Linked DNA regions of Gossypium hirsutum: region 1 is linked to region 2. The links are chromatin contacts, called in public Hi-C maps. All regions are on one chromosome and are shown on one strand. The core of a region is the stretch at or near the end of the contact, and the rest is flanking DNA. Distances in the headings are between cores, read along the strand shown. Region 1 holds the start of LOC107939318 (E3 ubiquitin-protein ligase ATL6). Region 2 holds the start of LOC121223355.

The links. Hi-C and Micro-C count contacts between places; a contact is called where the count stands out from the background.
Region 1: a contact with region 2 is called in a Hi-C map of leaf, with 1.6 times the contacts expected there. The contact joins the promoter of LOC107939318 here to the promoter of LOC121223355 in region 2. A contact is called at or near these places in 2 of 34 Hi-C or Micro-C datasets (both in leaf).

Annotation. Positions count from the first base shown.
Region 1 is chrD11:60,871,079-60,878,222 of Gossypium_hirsutum_v2.1, reverse strand. It overlaps LOC107939318 (E3 ubiquitin-protein ligase ATL6), which reads right to left and starts at 5,062. Exons shown (of 1, transcript XM_016872644.2): 1 at 3,506-5,062. The coding sequence starts at 4,928. The coding sequence ends at 3,639.
Region 2 is chrD11:60,620,773-60,628,348 of Gossypium_hirsutum_v2.1, reverse strand. LOC121223355 reads right to left here and starts at 1,945. Exons shown (of 3, transcript XR_005920704.1): 1 at 1,578-1,945; 2 at 1-1,259. LOC107897384 (a long non-coding RNA gene) reads left to right here and starts at 772. Exons shown (of 2, transcript XR_005920705.1): 1 at 772-1,265; 2 at 1,339-1,568.

The DNA.
Region 1 (7,144 bases), core at 3,813-6,312, 250 kb before region 2:
TTTTACGATAGTAAAAATACAATTTCACTCTTTTAATAGCCTATATCTTTATAATTTTTAAAGGATTAAATCAAATTTTATCATTTTTTAGGGGACCAAATTTTTATCAAATTTTCTATTTTAGAGGGCCAACCCCCTAATTATGCCCCTGACGGGTTGAACCTTGAACAAATTGATTTGGGCTAAAAAAATCAACTGAACCGATGATTTGAACTATTTAAATCAATTTTCTCTATTTTTTTTAATTTTTATAATAATTTATTTAATCGAATTGAATAAACCAGTGATATAACCAGTTCGACCACCAATCTAATTCTAAAAACCTTAATCATATATCATGTCATATGAAGGTAGTTTAATCAATATATAAAATACAAATTCTGGTAAAAATATTTATAATTTAATGAGTAGATTATAATTTTTTTAAAAAAACTATTTTTTTAATTAAAAAAAAACTTAAGTTTTAAAATTTAACACAGGACTAAATTTCAAATTCAGTCATAAAAGGCGCATTTTTACACCAGGTGAGCTAAATAAAATGAAAGGTATGCTATATCTTTCCCAAATATGATATTAGTAAACGCTCGACCGGCTGCTAGCGACCAAAATTATACATACATGTAAAATGCCGGAGCAGCCAAATTTTAGGCAAGTTGTTGACCATACATTTAACCAAAGTTGTGTTGTTAATTTTCATAATTTGAAATACTAAGTTAGAAATTTTTTTTAGGGACCTGAATTAAATTATATATTTTTATGATAGTAAAAATATAATTTCACCATTTTAATAGTATATATATTTATAATTTTTAAATGGTTAAATTAAAATTTAATCATTTTTGGAGGACAAAGTGTAATTATACCTTTATTAATTTAAAATTTTATACAATATAAAATGACCTAAATAATTTTTTTTTCATTTTGGCTTTGCCCCTAACCCTACACTTCGAGACAATATCTTAGAACCCTCAAATATCACTTTTCGAAAATTAGGACAAACACCATCTCTAGAGGACAATCCTTCCGCAAAAATCCTCCTTTAGAACTATTTGAGAAAATTATTCAAGAAGGCTCCTCAGAGTCAAGCGACACAGATAGGCCTCAATCATCATTTACGACATTAAGTCCATTCAACATGATTGACAACCTATTTATTGTCACCTTAATTGTCTTATTTAGACTTGTCATGTCAAATCTTTACCACCTTTGGTCACCTATAGTCGAATGATGCGTTGCACATTGAGATTCCAACCCAAGTATATAAGCCAACGTCTCACCTCGAAATACGAGGGGACTCTCTCTCTCTCTCCTTTCCATCTCAACTTCCAAACCACCACATGATACATCACCTACAGCGACTCTTCACCCAACCTCAAGCCTAGTGAACTGTCGTCAGTCACCACCACAGCTCCTCCCTTGTCTGATCCAAGCATCAACAACCAAAAATAAAAGTTTAATCTTTTTATCAACTAATTACATTAATGTAGATTTATGATGATAAGACTGGTCACATATTAAGTCATTCTCATATCGCATAAATCAAGTAGTGCCTTCTTTAGAGTAGTATACATTTTCAATGTCATCACATGGTAAATGAGTCTTGTATCACGTAAATTAAGTAGTGTCTTCTTTAGAGTGCTACATATTTTCAAAGTTCTATCCTCCACTTTTAATTAAGGAAGATCAAAATTGCATCTCGAACCTCCGAATGGTACAAATATAGACGAAAGCTTTTAAGCAACACTAAGTAGCTAATCCAAGTGATATGAATGTTGTTTAAAGACTTTCTAATATTCTTGGCAAATTTGAGATTCTGACAGCTATGGTAGACACCACAAAAGGCAGCATGAAGGATATGGAGGGTGAAAATGAAAGCTGAGAGAAGCTCTTTCTTTTAATGGGATTCTCTTCATATGGAATCATCAATCATGATTTTAAAAGAGTACAACTTTACTGAGCTTTCAAGCAAATAAAATAGCTGGCAACCAAGTTATGCCAATACGCGTACTACCAAAGTAACCATTTAGAGCTATTTATATATATATACAGTAAAGAAGTATAGCATATTGAAGTTTAGTTTTATCAACAAGAAGATATATATATATATATGTTTAAGTTGTTTATTGTAGCCCAAGGAAAAAGAGGTGTATGTGTTGATGAAGCCTAGCTTAATATATGTTGATAAGAGCATACCTTTTTTATAATTCAAAAGAAGCACTTTCCCAAAAATTAAAACAATTATACAATTCAAACCTTGAAATATTATATGATTATGATCTTTGGGTTAATTTATGGTTTTAGTCTCTTAATTATAAATTTAATTTTTTAGTTTAATTTGATATAATTTAGACAATCTATTTTTCGAGTAAACTACAAAAATAGTCACTTTTTTTTTGCCTCGGATTATATTTTAGTCACTTATGTTTGAAATGTTATGTTTTAGTCACTTACATTATCGTCTTGTTACGAAGTGGTCACTCTACCGTTAAGCTCCACTACCTCCCTAATAGTGATCATATATGGCAGTCCAAATGGGTTTTAAATGCCAACTTAGATGCCTTACGTGGCAATTCAAATTAAATTTATTTAATTAAAAACCTATTTCTATCCCAACGACTGGACATCTAAGTTGGCATTAAAATTCATTTGTATTGTCACGTAGAACTGTCGTTAGGAAGGTAACAGAGTTTAATGGTAGAGCGACCACTTCGTAACAAAATGATAACGTAAGTGACGGAAACATAACATTTCATACATAAGTGACTAAAATGTGATATAAGGCAAACAAAGGTGACTATTTTTATGATGTTATCAATTAATTCAAATAGTTAACACTGTTCAAAATTTTTAGTTAAAGTATTGGTGCGGATTTTTTTTAAATAACTCTATTAAGAAAAAAATCGATATCGAGATGATAAGTTGGAAAGCATATTTTTAAGAAAAAAAAGTATTTGAATATTTAAAAGTGATAATTATAAGTAACTAACTATAAAATTACAAATTTGGGCATAATAGAAGGATTAAAATCATAAAATTACCTGAGTTTTTTCATAGTCAGTCAAATTTTGTAGAAGTTTCAGGTTTTTTCCAATTCATGATGTTTAGCTCCAATTTTGCTTTCATATTTGGACTCAATTGCTTTTACCCAACGTATTAACTAATGGTGATAAAAACGGGACATCCTTTGGACACTGCATTTAAGGTTAGATATGCTATTAATAAATTTCATAAAGAAAAACTTTCATAAATTTTTATTTTTGGCACTGAAAAAGAAGTTTGTAATAAGGGCACTACTATAAAGAAATGTTTTCATTTCGAGAAAGGTAATTTATTGTACATTCATTTTAGTCACCCGAGTTTAATAAAATTTCATTTAGATCATTTTTTTATTAGATTCTAATATAAAATCATATTTTTATTAAGAAAATAAGGTAAATAAATAAGATATAAATTGGGAAACCTCAACTTCCTAATGACTTGGTTTGATATGCTATTGAAAACCGAATTAAAATCAATAAACCAAAATTGGATTAATAATGAAGAAATCATTTGCATAAACAATGTACATATCTACACAAAGCACAAGGCTTTTAAGTTATGATATGGCAATTGATAAATTATTCAGATAAATAAACCTTCTAAACCGGAGGACGGCTTGAGTTAGCCATCGCTCCAACCGGCAAATTATTTGAGGTTCCTTCACCATCATGCGCAGCCACCTTTAGTGATTTCACAGAGGATGCTCTATTAAAAAACGGTGGTGTCATACTAAAAACCCACCTGTCCGATTTGGCACCACGGTCCAGTTTCCCTCTATTACTCCCTCCATCTTCTGTTGCTCGGTACCCTCGGCGTGAACTCCTTTCCCTAGGCAACACCAAGCTTGTCGCCCGATTCAATTTTCGGTTCATTAACTGTTTTCGAACATCAACCGGTAACCGTAAAGTGAATCGATCTGTATTCTCGCCTGGTTGGACCAAAGAATGTCCGGTCGAGTGAGATCGCAAGAAAGAAAGTTTACGTGGACGGCCAGATCTTGATCCACGTGTACGGTTCCTATTTAAAGTTACGTTCAAATTATTCACTTCAACCTCGGAAGCCACTTGGGCCTCTACCTGACAATTAACAGCGTTGTTATTTATGCTCCTTTCTTCTTCCGGTTCTGAGTTACTGCCATTGTTCTGAGCCTCAAGGTCTGACTCGACGGCAGTGTCATTTAATGCAGTGAGTTGACTCACGGGGTCACCTGGTTGAGGAACGAGATTGGCTCTACAAACGGGGCAAGTGGTATGAGAAGCTAACCAAGCGTCGATACATTCAGGGTGGAAAACATGGTCGCATTTGGGTATCAAACGCAGCGTTTCGTCGTCTTCGAATTCGTTCAAGCAAACCGCGCACTCCAAGGCTCCCTTGCCGATCTTATGACCCTTAACTTCGGAGTAAACCATGATAGGGAAAGTCTCGATCACCGACGCGTCCAGCCCACGAGTGCCGCGCATTGAACGCCCGGCGACGGGGCGGATGCTCTGTCTGTTGGTGTAGACGTCGGAACAATTCCGAATATAAATGGCGAAAAGACCCACGAAGAACAAAGCGGCGATCAAAACGACGATGATTACGGCCATGGAAGGGCTGAAACGAGCGTAATTTTCTTCGTCTTGGTTGAAGTTCTGTGCGACGGAAGGCGGCGGAGAGAGGAGCAGGAAGAGCAAGAAGAAAAGCGAGAAGACTCCATGGTGGGTGGTGTGCGACATGGTGAGGAAAGGAGCATTGGAGAGGGATGAGAGAGTGAGAGAAAAACAAGGCAGTGGGGTTTTAAATGAGAGGAAGAAGAAGAAGAAAAAGGGGTGGGTCCAATTCCAAATATGGAGTTGATTTCTACGGTGTTTCATTGAGGGCAGCCACAATGGAAGGGATGGCTGAGTCATTTGTTTGACGATGGAGGAAGCTTCCCAAGTAAAAGCAGACTTTTGGGATTTTTTTTTTTTACCATTTATTTTGAGTTGTTTTTAGTCGGTTCAAAGGCATCATGGAATTGGTTTCCAGTTGGACTGTAAGGAAGGCCGCAAGAAATTGCTGGGGTTAGGGCTTTTTTTTATAAAGCAAATTTGTGATTCTTTCGAATCTGATTTCAAAAAGAAAAAAAAGTAAAAATAATCATGCAAGTAAGTCCAAATTAAAGATTCTAAATATAAAGAGTACCTTGCTTCTTCAAATCCAAAAATGAATTTTTTTTTTTTATTAATGAAAAGAATGAACCTTCTTACTAAAAATAACATCTTATTTTCATTAGCCTTGTACATGTTTGATCTAAAATTTTTATTTACCCCGACTCTACCCTTGATGTTATTTTAATTAATTAATTAAGAAAATATTTTAACCAACTCCAAATGGCTGAGAAGAAAATTCAGAGTATAAATGAAAAGGTTTTATATATTGAACAAGTCAGGTCACCCAACATTTTGATTTGACTGAAAAAATAAATATTTTCTTTTTCTTCTTTTCTTTTCACATTTTAATAAATTTATTTATTTATTATCAAAATTGAATGTTTTCAATTTCTCATTCTTTTTTCTAAAAAATTAGTGTATATAATCTAATAAAAAATGGTTTGTCACACAATTTTCCTTATCCCTATCATATAAAATAAAATATACTGACACGAGATTGAAAATTTGAAACTTTATAAACATACAAAGAATAAATTTCAAAACTAAATATGTAAGATCCAAGAAAAATGGTATAATTTCATCCGTAAAATAAATGTCAATATTGGTATTCATTATTATTGATCCGCTATTTGATTATTTAATTGAGTTTTGACTCGTACTCTACGTTGTTCGTACTTTGAGTTTACATGTGAGGTCTTCACACATCTTTCTATGGACATCACGATGTGAATTCGCGCCACCATGTAAATAAACTCATATCGTGCAAACCCATATTTAGAAAATATGTTAAATCATGTAATTTTTTCAATTTAGCATTTGAAATTTCAAATTCCATATATGTTCTAAATTCTTAATAATATATATATTATGACAAGTCAAGCAATCCACAGAAGTTATAGTGTTTTATATATAGGTGAATACCTATAAATTCACTCTAGGTATTATATTAAAAGGTAAATCATAAAAATAGTCATTTTTGTTTGTTTCAGATTATATTTTAGTCATTTATGTTTGAAATGTTATGTTTTAGTCACTTACGTTATCGTTTTGTTACGAAGTGGTCACTCTTTCGTTAAGCTCCGTTATCTCTCTAATGGCAATCCTACGTGGCAATCCAAATGGGTTTTAAATGCCAACTTGGATTTTTAATTGAGACGAGGATAGGTTTTTAATTAAATAAATTTAATTCATTACACCTTGAACTGGAAAAGAAAAATCGTTCGTCTCATTTTTCTTTTAGTTTTCTTTTCCATTTTGACTGAAAAAACTATTCTCCTCCTAGTTGGACATCTAAGTTGACATTTAAAACTTATTTGGACAGCCATGTAGGATTGCTGTTAGGGAGGTAACAAGGCTTAATGGTAGAGTGACTACTTCGTAACAAAACGATAACGTAAGTGACTAAAATGTAAAATTTCAAACATAAATGACTAAAATATAATTTAAGGCAAACAAAAGTGACTATTTTAATAGCTTGCCTAGGGGGGAAGCCTATAAATTTTTTTAGGGGGGCATAAATAAAATTTTAATTTTTAATAGTCTATGTCTTATCATTTTTAGAGGATTAAATTAAATTTTCATAATTTTAAGGGGGCCAAATTAAGTACAATTTTACCTTTACTAATTTAAAATTTAAATTTTTTTAAAGGACCAAAACAACAATTTTCCATTTTAGGGGGGTCGGGGCCCTTGCTAGCCCCCCTAGATTCGCCTCTGAGCTTACCTTAGATTAACTTGGTCCTTATATTATTAAATAGATTAAATGAAAATTAAATCACCATAGACTTACCATTTATTGTTTAAAAATTACATGAAAAATAATTTTTTTTCATTTATTATTGAACTCTAAACAAAATATTTTATCTACGGAATCATAAGAAGTTTTGAAAACATAATTCTATTAAACAATAAATGACATATTTTAAATAGTAAATGGTAATTCTATTCTATTTTAACCTTATTTGTTTCGTTTT
Region 2 (7,576 bases), core at 696-3,195:
CTATATATGGAGTGGAGGCATTTAAATCAAACATATTCTGACATACGTGATGAGTGACCCCTGAATCTAGATACCATGATGAGGTTCCTATCGACACATGAACACATGAGTTAGTATTACCAAAGTTAGAATCATACTGTGTGGCATCCGAAAAATCAGACGCATGAAAATCAGGGATTCGAGGTAGCCCAACAGACTGTGAGGAATCAAAATCAAATACACATGCTCGTGGTTTAGTTCGCCACGGAACTTCAGAAGCATTATTGGGCATATAGCCTTCAAGATAAACATAATTATCATTAGGCCCAAGTGAAGGCCCAAATGAACTGAGTCCAATTTTTTTGCTAGCATTGACCTGCCCACTATTCGACCCATTATTCTATCCACTAACGGGCTCAAGAGACTGACCTGTATTCGGCCCAAAATTCAGCCCATTATTCTGTCCACTAACAAGCCCAAAAAATTGGCATGCATTTGGCCCAAAACACGACCTACTCTGATGGCCAAAAAACTTACCTGCATGACTCGGCCTATGTGTCACAGCAGAAGGCCCAACATGCCCAACACAACGCTGTCCCAAATCACGTCCCAACTCACTCTGCTCATCACGTTAGCATAAGCACCATAAAAATCAGATGGGCCACTGGTAGACCCAAACCCAATTCCATGTTCGGTTACATTAGGGTAAGGATAGTAAGAAGAAACATCCCTAGCTTGCGGCGGATATCAATTCTGATTTTGAAACTATGTGCAGCCTCTCCAAAAATTACTCTCAAATTCAGAGCCACCAAAAGAACCAGAACAAGCAGAGAAGCCTCCACCTTGTAACCCTTGAACATTATATGCAGAAGAAGAAACTCGGGCCATGGTGGAAGCGTTCGGGCCGTTGTAAGTGCGATAGAAACAATAGAAATAGCGCTGCACCAAATGACCGAATCTGTTGTAGATTTGACACTGCACTCGTAATCGAAAACCACGCCCATGCGAACCTACTGTAGCACGTTCTCCACGCACATCGTGCGGAACTGAGTCAACCATCATAGCAACAAAAGGTGGTTCAACTAGATGAGAATACACCAGAACCTCACGCACCACTCGCATATGTCGACTTTCAAAATCCATGAGAACATCAACTAAACACTGAAAAGGAAGAGACTCCATCGAGAATGAGGCCAAGGTCAACACTGCATCAAAGTCCGACGAGAGGCCAGCCAAAACAACTTCCACCTTTTCGGCTTCTGACACTGCCGATCCAAAAGCTGCAAGTAACGCACAAATATTTTATATTTTTGCAATATATTCTTTTACAGTTAAATCGCCCTTTTTTGTAAAGTGCAGATCATGTTTAATACGGGAAACTTTTGCACCAATTGAAGCAGCGAAAAGATAATTCGATGTGCTCCATATTTTGCATGTAGATTTAGCCGAAGTAAAGCATGACAAAAGAGATGAACTAATTGTAGAAAGGAGCCAAGAGGCTAACAACTTATCCTATTGATTAAACACAGACGCAACTAGATTTGGAATGAGTGGTCCTTCTGGAGATGCAACGAACCGAGGTAGAGCAGGCAACGTACCCTCAAAGAATCCTTGCAGCTCATATCCCTCTATTATCAACCGGATATGTTGCTGCCATTGGACAAAATTTTCTTCCTCTAGCTTCACCGTGTCATGGTGAGGGAAAGATTGAACCAGACTTGCACTGGAAAATAATGGACTCGTAGGATCAGCAGAGTTAGAATCGACTGATGGTGCCATAATGCGAAAGTGAAAGCACGTACCAAGACTAGGCTCTGATACATGTTAGATACTACACAAAATATGTATGAACAGAAAGATAAACTATAGTGTAATTCTTTAATCTTTATTCCTTATCCTTGAATGAACATTTTGATGAGGTTTATATACTCATATGAGAATAACAGCTCTTAAACAACAACTTAACAGATTTGATAACAAACTCACCATCTTAACAATCTTTATACTATTGTTTAACAGTATGAAATACACATTTATAGGAGTAACAGAAACCCTTTTGTAAGACTATAACATAAATGAAACACACAGAACAACCATCTCTAGCCAAAGACATTAATGAAGTGTTTCTTTTTTTGTTTGAGGCAACCCAAAATTTTAATTTTAATTTCTTTTAGAATTAATTGTTTTTTTAGATTTTAATTAATTTATGATTTATGTCATTTTGTAAAAAATAAAAAATAAAAAAAAAATTCTTTTTCTGAATCTTGAGTGAAACTTATGACCAGGGTGTTAGGAAATTAAATTTATTTTCAAAATCCAAAGGGTGTTATAGTTTTGTTTGTAGCTTTTTCTTTTTCACTTCTAGTTTCTTTTTATACTTCTCCTTAAATAAAAACAATTTAATGAACAAAATATTGGCTTAATATAATATTTGGTACCTAAATTTGGTATTGTTTAATTTGATATTTAAATTGTTTTTGGCCCAATTTGAAATCTGAACTTAACACTTTTTCCTAATTTGGTACCTAAATTTTTTTGGGCCCACTTTAGTACTCGAACTTGGCATTTTTTTTAATTTGATACCTAAGCTTTTTTTTAGGTTCAATTCGGTACCTATACAAATTATGTAAAACACTAATGGTGTTTTTTTTGTTGTGCTACAAAAATACAATTAGTATTAGAGGAAATTCATGTTAAAAAATAGGTATTGAGCTATACTTAACGAATTAATATTAAATAAGAAAAATAGAGTTTTAAAAATCCAAATTTAAAAAATTCATTATTTTCAATTAATAAAATAATTAAATAAATAAAACTAAAAATAATTGAACATATAAAATACCAAAAAAATCATATAATTTGTGACATGTCAGTCATGGATTGATTATTTTTGCTACCTTATAAAAAATATTGTTAGTTTATTGGAGTAATTTGTAAAACGTTTGACAAGTTCAAAGTACTAAATCAAATAAAAAAAGATTAGATACCAAATTAGGAAAAGGAGTTAAGTTAAGGTACCAAATTAGGCAAAAAAAATTAAATACCAAATTAAGATAAATATCAAATTTAGTTTAAGTATCAAATGATATATTAAACCTAAAATATTTGGATGAATAGTTGAATTCTCATTTACCACATGATAATTTATTTGAATTAAGAATGTTAAGGATTTAATGCACAACAACCTTTTTGTGAGATTTTAAGCCAATCAACATTTTTATGTTTTATCTCTTTGATTTAGTGACATGCACATCTTGATATTTTTAGAACTTGCTTTGATATATGCTTGTTGATTAGGATGATAAAGGTGATTAGGTCTGAGCATGTTAATTGAAAAAAGAAATGAACTATTTTAATTACTCCACTAACTACAATGATTATGAGTGAAGTTAATTACTCCACACATATGCATCATCAATGTCTGGCATTTTACACAACTAAATACTTGCTTTGCTACTTACTAATCAAAATTTTAATTTTGTTCCAACTAGAATCATAAGTAAATATAACTGTAACTCCTAAATATTTTGATTCCTCTTCCACCTAGATAGCAAATTGATTTCTAAAGTTAAGATAAATAAAATAGAGATAAATATTATCTCTTTAAAAATAAAATAAAATAAAATAAAAATAATGAAATGGAAAATTATATAAGAAAATCAAAACAAGGGTAAAAAGGAAAAATTCAACTCTTGTATTTAACTTTATCTCTCCATAAATCCCAATTAAAAATTGATAAGACATGTTAATGGAGCATGCTCATGTTTTAAGCAAAATAAATGCTTTCTTATTAATTTGTACCGGGTGCAGTAGTAAGGTATATTGTAATTTTGAAAAATATAAGCTCAAATCTTAAAGATGACGTTGTTAGAAGGGGGAGTCATAAATCCCCAAAAGAATTACTCTTCATGAACCATAAAACAACTATGGAAGAAACCTTAGTTATAAAATTTTTTTAATGCTTTCTTTACACTCCAACTATAAAATACAAAAGAAAATATCACTAATTATATAATAATCACTTATTAGAAAACATTTTATTTTGCGTAAATCACACCAACAATCACTTAACTTTGGGGTAACTGAAAAAATAATCATTTAGGTTTCAATTCAATCACTCAACTTTTGAAAAATAACAAAATAATTACTAACATTATCAAAAAGCAAAAATCAGACACTCATTAACATTTTCCGTTATAGACCTAATAGGACAGGTGACGTAGCCAGTTAACTTGCCACGTAGGACAAAGCAAAGTCAGTGGCTATTTTTTTCGTCCTTCTTTTTTTGTTTTTAATATATGGTCCAATATTTTTTTACTTTTTATATAAATGGCCCAATATGTTTATACTTCTTCTTCTCTATCCCAAGAATCTTGCCGTCGATGCCTCCGCCATAACCATCTTTGGCATCACCATTGTTGACCTTCAAACACCACTACCACCTTATCTCAATCATCCAATCATCCATTCAATAATCAACAATCTAGATCAAAAGATGTTTGGAAAGCACCTAAAATGAGCTCACCTTGTTCAAGCCTTGAAGAAAAATTGTTCTTGCCAAAGAAAATAAGAACCAAGGAATGAGAAGTAATGGAGAAATTCAACTAGGTTGAACTTGCTGAAAGGGAACTCAAGATTGAGTAGGTTGTTGGCATCAAGAGATTCTTGCGAAGCTGTGAAGGCAGAGTTGTTGGCATTGTGGAATCGATCAAGAGAGAAAGAGTTAGGGGAAGAGTAAAGGAAGGTTGGGAGAATGGATTGTTTGGAAGAATCCAGAAGCAAAGCCATTGCTACAAAATTTGAGAAAACAAAAAACATGTTGAAATTTTGAGAAATCAAAATACCCCCATCTACCATCTCCACTGTCAGATATAGATGAAATTTTGGCCACCACTTCTCCTCTGTGGGGCTTTCTTCTCCTCTATAAATGAAAACAAAATTTGAGAAACCCGAATGAGATTTTGGATTGAAGGATTCTAGGGATTTGAAAGTGGGTTTAAGGAGCTTTAAAGGTAATGGTGATATGCCATTGGTGATGAGTGGAGCTTTGGAAATTTTCTTTTCTTCTTCTCTTCCCCTTCTTTTTCTTCTCGTCTGTTTCTTTTTTTTTCTTTTATTGCCCAGCCCAGCTAGGGTTTTAAATTGGGTCCGTTTACACAGTAGGATGCCCATATCGCTTTTCCGTTACGCCTGTAGCGAAAAATGGTTAAAATGATTATTTTGTTATTTTTTGAAAGTTGAGTAATTGAATTTAAACCTGAGTGACTGTTTTGTCAGCTACCCAAAGTTGAGTGACTGTTGGTGTAATTTATCTTTTATTTTTTCCATGTTCATTTTATAATTGATGGGGATTAATTTTTTTTTTTGGGAATTCGTAACTATTTCTCTTAACAATTTTATCTTTTAGGTTTGAATTTAAATCCTACTTTTAAGAATGTAATATATTTTATCATTGTAGTTAGGGGTGAGCAAAACTCGATTCGATTCGAAAAAATCGAAAAAAAATTCGAATTTTGAGTTAAACGAATCGAGTTATTCGAGTTAATCGAGTTAATCAAGTTATTCGAATCAACTTGAATTTTTTTTTCGAATTTCGAGTTCGAATCGAGTTGCGTTTTCAAATTCGAATAACTCGAATAATTCGAATAATTCGAATATCAAACTATAATATTTTACATTTTTACCCCAAACTCCCAAACCTTTTTACTTTTCCCTCAAAACTTTTACTCATTCTCACTTTCCCCCCAAAACTTTTACTCCCCTCCCCTCCCAACCCCCCAATCTACCCAAAATCCATTTCCCACCAAAATATTACTCTCCCATTTATTTTTTCTCAAAATTTTACTCCCAAAAACCCTCAAAACCTTTTATTTTCTCCCAAAATTTTTACTCCCTCCCACTTTTCCCCTAAAACTTTTATTCCCTTCCCATCCCACCTCCCATCTACCCCAAACCCTCCCCCGTCCAATTTTTTTTTAATATTTTCCCTCCAAAATTTTACTCCCCCTATTTACTTTCCCTCAAACTTTTATTCTCCAAAACTTTTTATTTTCCCCCTAAACTTTTACTTCTCACCCTTTACCCTAAAAAAAAAATCAAAATTATCCAAAAAAATTCACTAAACATAAATAGTAATAATTTTATTTATATCTACTATTTATATTATTAAATTAAATTTCACATTTTATATTATTTATATTATTTATATTATTGAATTGTTCAGTCATATTGAATATTTATATTAAAATAGAATTATTAATTATGCCATAAAATATTCGTGTTAAAATTTTATATTGGTATCAATTTCACATTTTATTTTTAAAATAACTTTTATTAAAAAAATCATATTTTTACATGTAATATATTTTTTAATTCCAAAATACATAGTGACAAGAATCTGAAGATAATTGAAACAATTAAGCAAGCAAAGAAGCTAACCAATATATAAAAAATTAATAAATAAATTATGAGGTGACGAAAGTTAATAAAAAATTTGATTAAGGTGGACGAATTTTATTACGATGGGTGACAGTGGTTACAAGGACCCAAAATTAATTTTTAAAATTTAACTCGAACAAATATATTCGATTCGATTCGATTCGATTCGAATTCCATCTCACTCGACTCGATTTGAGAAAACTTCAAATAAAGTTAGGATAATAAAATGAGATTCGAAAACTCGATTAACTCGAAAATTTTCGATTCGATTCGATTCGATTCGATCGAATGCTCACCCCTAATTGTAGGAGCTTATTCAAGTAAATTTCTCTTTATTCTATGTATGTTTTATGCAAGGCACCGAATAACCATTTCCTTCGCAACTTTTAGTTATTCACTTGAGTCAAAAGTGGAACAAATGGTTTGATGTAGTTTACTGTTTATGCAAGAATATGCTATTAATATAAATAGATACATGCAATAAGTTTAACTTAATATCCATTAAACCATGCTGTACTAACTGATACTTAAAGATAAGAGACTTTGTAATTATAATTACGATAATTTATTTCCAATCTGCAAGTCTCTTAGTCTTAGATCTCTTCCTTGTGAATGGCTCATTTAGGGTTTGGTAGGGGCTCCTTGTTAGCTGTTTCCTGGGTTTGTTTCTCTTCGTTTCTATTGCCATGATCGGGCTTGTCAGCATACCGAATCCTCTTCGTTTAGTTGGGAAAAGCATGAACAACCCACTGGCCAAAATCCCAGCTGCTAATGGAAAATTTGTCATCGATGCATTACCATTAGGCCCCTATTCAGGAAAGAAACAACCTTGAACATTAAAGCTGCTACAAGCAAGCACTAAAAACAAAGTTAAGGAGCAACAGGCATGTATAAAATCTATGGCAGTGAGTCTATACTTCTTTAGCATTTTCTCAGCTTCTTCCTGGTTTTTATCCAAGTCGAGATCATCATCATCCTCATTGTTGAAAACCCAAGTCCATTGATTGTGGCAATACCATAGTAAAGCTTGCCATCCTTGCCCACAAAGTTGTTAGTGAAAGATGAGAAGAAGCAAGCAAGTGAACATAGTACAATGACACCTAAGGTCATGTATTTGTGAGTCGTTTCGCATTTTCCATTGTTGAAGAATGAAGGTATA